Regions from separate parts of the Bombyx mori genome. Here region 1 is linked to region 2. A link is a contact called in public Hi-C data. All regions are on one chromosome and are shown on one strand. The core of a region is the stretch at or near the end of the contact, and the rest is flanking DNA. Distances in the headings are between cores, read along the strand shown. Region 1 holds the start of LOC101741374 (phosphatidylinositol 4-kinase beta). Region 2 overlaps LOC101741374 (phosphatidylinositol 4-kinase beta).

Region 1 (2,782 bases), core at 24-2,523, 40 kb after region 2:
GATGTCATGTAAAGTTAAACTATGTAGTAGAAAATTCATAACAGTGAGCATGTTTTATCAATGAGATAATTCTTTTAGGATATCCTATCCAAGGATATAGATAAATGTAAGGAGTGTGCTTGCATAGCAAAATAAAAACAGTTTAAAATCATTGGACAAAATCAACTATCTAAACAACACACTAATCAATAAATGAGAATATTGATAAGGTAAATAAATTATCTGTACATATTACATTTTCTAATGTCTATGCAAATATATTGTCTTTGCTTTATTCCAAATGACTTCTCAATCTCCTGCTAGATCCTACTTTTTTGTTTTCAGGTTAAATTATCCTTACATTTAGTTTCTAAATGTTGTTAGTACTGTATTTTCCCTACTAATTGTTATTATAACATAATTTGATTAACATTTAATTAGACTACTACGCTAGTAGTAGGAAAGACTGGCATAAAAATAATATATGTGCAAAATCCTTTTTGTTTAGAAACAATCGAAATGAGTGGTGCCTACCTGAAATCCAAGCTGAGGTTTCTCTGGTGGATAGTACTCTTTCCATTGCGGGAGTCTGACCGACTTCCGTGCACGGGAACATCCTCCAACATGCTCACACACTGGTTGCCGCGTCACAACACTTTACCCATATCACAAATGCCCAGCATGAAATCACAAGGTAAATAACAACATGGCGACCTCACAACAACTGTTCTACAATTTACGAATTTACTATGAAAGTTAAGAAATATTAAGGCGGTACTGATGTTTCAAAAACGATACTACCTTATCACAGCCTTCACAATATTGTAAATTTACAACTACCAATAACGTTGTTGCAACTTGTTTTTATGGTCCTACAATATTAATTTTAATTTTTTAATATTGTAAAGTATAACACAATAATTTTAAATATAAATTCTACATATAATAATCTCGAAATAAAATAAACTCCAATATTTTCTAAACAAACAGATCTCTAAAAATTAAAGAAATCGATGACTTTCCCAGTAAGAGGATACCATATTTTTACCGATTTTTTTCTTGTCAACAAAGCAGTGAGCTACCCAGTTTCACAAATCGTCAAGATTAGTAGAAATTAGTAGAAAAAAAAGGAGTTTGTATAGTAGAAAGCGTTATAGCTCTTCATTTTCTACATCGAAATAAATGTAACAGTTTGGTAAAACGTGTTTAATTAAAGTGTATTTTTATCTAACGATTTTTTTTTACTATTCGGTACACATTTCATAGTTACCAATTAATAAACAGTTTATTTAAATTGCATATTCATGCGGTTTCATTTGTAAAATCCAAATCTACATTTTGACCATAAGATGACAAAATACAAAACAAGCTGAAAATTTAAAATATAAAAACATGACTTATAAATACCCAAGGTAATGACACTATGTAGATTTTTTATATCATACATATCGTCTTATCTTATTTCATTTCACTCCATGTTATCATTTTCTTAAAAATAAGAATATAAATTAAAATAAGACATGACCTAAAGGTCTTAGTTACCAGGTCATAAAATCCCTATAAAAAAAAGTCGCTAATTATGTTCAAAAAAAATATTGAAATTGATCAATTTTTTTGACCTTTTCACCAAGTTTGTGATGCCATAGAAATTTTCAAAGAAAAACAGAATTTTTGGGAGGTTAAAAAATTCTGAATATCATCTTAAAGTAAACCTTACATCTCAAGAAAATGGCTCACAAGTAAGCAAATAATATACCAAGTTAAATTTCTATCTTGGACAGCGTATTACCTCTAATAATGTATATATCATTACAGCATTAAAATTCTACCCGGAGCAACTGTCTGCGAAGACTGTACCTTAGAGGGTGATATAACCATAGGAGGAGGTACAGTTATTCATCCGAGAGTCAGCATTATAGCTGAAGGCGGACCTATTATAATTGCTGAATACTGTATTATTGAAGAATATTCTACTATAATACATAAGTATGTTGGAATTCTATTGCTCAACTTGAGTATTGTAATTATTAGAAATAAAAATAAGTAATCATCTGCTATCTCTACTGAACACAGTAACATGACGGTGAACATGATAAACATATTTAAAAACACATTTTGAAATCCAAACAAATATGTATATGGTACAATTTAATATGCATTCCTGCTTAAAATTATTTAATAATCTATATTCTGTAAAATAATAAAATTGAATATTAATATTGTCATATTAGAAATGAATAAATATTAGGAATATAATTAATCATTTTTATGTATATGAAAGTTACTGCAAATTTTAATTCTTTATATGATGTAAATTATCATATCATATTGTTTAATTCTTATAATTAACAAAATGGTCGAAACTTCTTAATTCACTACTAAACTATTGATGACTCATTCTTCTTTTATTTTTATTTTCAGAAAGAGTGATAAACAGGAGAATCCCCCAAAGCCATTGTTTATAGGTGCACACAATGTTTTTGAAGTTGCTTGCAAACTGGAGTCTATCTATGGTCACGTCGGTGAAAGTAATGTTTTTGAATGCAGATCTTTTGTTGGAGAAGAAGTCAAAGTTGGCAGTGGTTGTGTAATAGGTAAGCTAGTTTTAGTAGGTACGAAAATAAGCAAAATACATAGCCCTTAATAGGAAGATGAATAAAAATTTTAAATTAGGATATTGAGCCACAGGAATAAAATTATTCTAATATCATAAAACTTTGATACAAGTGAACATTTTCAAGTTCATGGAACATTTTGAAGTTCAGAAAATTATGTGTAATGTTTCTGTTATGTAGTAGTCTGT
Region 2 (2,795 bases), core at 5-2,504:
GTCTTTAGCGACCATATTGACTATAACCATCTGTTTGAATAATCTAAAGCACTATTTTATAGGGCTGTCTTTCACAAGTTTTTTATTACTGTTTTATCAATAGCAATGTACCACTAAAAGTCGATTAACTATGAGCACCCTTCATCTAACTCAAACAAAAAAAAATCAATTTCCAGAATAATGCATGTACGTTCAAAGTTATTGAGTAGTTTGGTAAATTAATTATGATTGATTCGTAGTTACGAATCGATTTAATTGTGTGTTCTCGTAAAATTAATTTGCCATTGTACGTAATGGTATTGTTAGTGATCTAATAGATGCCTTAAGCGTTATGCACTAGTGTATAACACAGAAGCGTTTTCATCTTTCATTTTAATTTCATTCGTTTAAAGCTAAATCTACTCATTATTATATAAATACAATTTCTAATGATTTAATTCCTCCACAATTACATAACGATTTATGGTAATGAAAGCGGATCTGTTTAAAAATATCTATGTGCATATTAAAATTTTATGAATGTGTTGATTTAATACGAATGAAACTATATGAAAAAACATAAAAGAAATTACATTATTATAATGATGTTACTAAACTAAAAAGTCTGATTCGCTTACACTTTTCTTGGCGATTTAGTGAATGACTCGTCAAAACTTTTGAATTAATACACTTTCACTCGGCAGGCGATGTGTGTTTAAGTCACTACCGTAAAAACTGAGTTCTTAGAACTCAGGTCTCGAGATGGGTGCCGATATTTACGTTATAGATGTCCATGGGCTCAGGTAACCACTTAACAACGGGTGAGCCGTGAGCTCGTCCACTCGTATTTATCGCTGTCAATCGCCTGCCTGACGTCAACCCTCCTTGGAAATGCTTTTTTTGGTAGATTGGCCGCTACCAGTCGGGTAAGGCGCTGGATATTTGCATTTAAATCCCCCTGTCGCCTTTTACAACACCCCTGGGAAGATAAGGGGGCGGAACTATTCTTAGCCGGATCCGTGCGGACTTACCACACCTCATAAGCAATATAAAAAAGCCAGATTAGGATCGGAGGTTTTGTTCTCGTGTTCTTAAAGTACGTACCTGCGACACGCTGTCGGGCGCGGGCGCTCTGTGGTCGTAATGAGAGCTGAGTTCATCGTCGTCATGACTCCAGCAGTCTCCGGTGTCCACGTCGTCCAGTGCCGAATACAGGGAGAGCGCAGGCCACTCAGGCACGAGGTTCTCCTCACTCTTCGTATGTCTGATGGGGGGAGAGTGGGGAGCTGGTGGCGCTGGAGGCAGCTGGCGAGGAGGAAGAGGCTCGTGCCCGTCAGTCTCTAGTACCTCCACGTACATTATGTACGGAGCCTGTGAGACAAATGTATCAATGTAATGTATTCAAATAATACAAGCCTCTGGGTCTGCGGAGGGACTTCGGTTCCCTCTGTATTTTGTACCGTATGTTCCATGGGGAGTGCTCTGAGGAATTGTTCGAGATGATACCGGCATCTCGTTTTTACCATCGCACCGCCCGCCACCGGAGTAGAGTTCATCCATACTACCTGGAGCCACTGCGGTCATCCACAGTGCGTTTCCAGAGGTCTTTTTTGCCACGTACCATCCGGCTATGGAATGAGCTCCCCTCCACGGTGTTTCCCGAGCGCTATGACATGTACTTCTTCAAACGAGGCTTGTGGAGAGTATTAAACGGTAGGCTCTGCCCCTGGCATTGCTGAAGTCCATGGGCGACGGTAACCACTCACCATCAGGTGGGCCGTACGCTCGTCTGCCTACAAGGGCAATAAAAAAAAAATAAAAAAAAAAAAAATAAAAAAAAAAAAACAGATAATTAGTTTATCATTCATCTTTTACAATACAGACGTGTGACCAAACTCACGGCCCACCTGGTGTTAAATGGTTGGCGGAGCTCATGGACGACACAACGTTAATATATATAAATATTTATTCTATGATTAAACAGAACTTTGTCTGTATATTAAATACATTTATAAGAATTGTTATAATTTCTTTTTGTTTTTTGCTTAGATAGTTGGACGAGCTCACAGCCCACCTGGTGTTAAGTGGTTACTGAAGCCCATAGACATCTGCAATGTAAATGCGCCACCCACCTTGAAATATAAGTTCTAAGGTCTCAGTATAGTTACAACGGCTACCCCACCCTTCAAACCGAAACGCATTACTGCTTCACGGCAGAAATAGGCGGGGTGGTGGTACCTACCCGTGCGGACTTACAAGAGGTCCTACTACCAGTCATTTACGAAGAGACGTCATTGCCTCGACCACTAATCTTCGATTTTTTACATGTCTATTTTTGCGTTTATTTGAGCATCGAACAAGGTGACTAGAGTAAAGTTTTTGTGCGTAAACAGTTTTGATTAGACTTTAAAATTATTTCAAATCAGCGAAATTTAGTTACATAACAAATTAGTGAATCCAAATTTCTTAACTTTCTTAACAGCTCAAATTCCGCATACATACATTCATAGCATTATTTAATCAAAATCCAACGCGGCTAGAGCCTTGGTCGAAATTCCCATATCTCCTTGGCAACATAAACAACTCACAATAAGCAACTCTAACAAAATTAAAAACAAACATTTCTTATTTATTTCTCCGTAAAGCCATTGAATAACGTCATAATGATAGTAAAGATAAAATACTTAATAATATTAAGCTATCGCTAGAATGTTACCGGTTTGGAGACATCTTAGATAATTCGATTATTTAATACGAGTACAATGAATCAATTAAGCTATTATACTAGATCGTGTTATTCAAGCAAATAGTTTTAT

What was found. Hi-C and Micro-C count contacts between places; a contact is called where the count stands out from the background.
Region 1: a Hi-C map of posterior silk gland shows a contact between it and region 2, with 2.1 times the contacts expected there. The contact joins the promoter of LOC101741374 here to the enhancer-like site in region 2. A contact is called at or near these places in 4 of 7 Hi-C or Micro-C datasets (midgut, posterior silk gland and whole pupa).

What each region holds. Positions count from the first base shown.
Region 1 is chr9:3,778,111-3,780,892 of ASM3026992v2, forward strand. LOC101741374 (phosphatidylinositol 4-kinase beta) reads right to left here and starts at 1,274. Exons shown (of 10, transcript XM_004922881.5): 1 at 514-1,274. The coding sequence starts at 605. LOC101741513 (dynactin subunit 6) reads left to right here and starts at 1,463. Exons shown (of 4, transcript XM_004922882.5): 1 at 1,463-1,718; 2 at 1,795-1,965; 3 at 2,401-2,573. The coding sequence starts at 1,708. It overlaps LOC110386866 (a long non-coding RNA gene), which reads left to right. Exons shown (of 2, transcript XR_009973793.1): 1 at 1-209; 2 at 488-1,280.
Region 2 is chr9:3,737,872-3,740,666 of ASM3026992v2, forward strand. LOC101741374 (phosphatidylinositol 4-kinase beta) reads right to left here. Exons shown (of 10, transcript XM_004922881.5): 4 at 1,084-1,350. Among protein-coding and RNA genes, the nearest start is that of LOC119628979, 4.9 kb to the left of the region's middle. Within about 2 kb of position 1,255, at least 3 of the 8 cell types and tissues checked have open chromatin away from gene starts, as enhancers often do.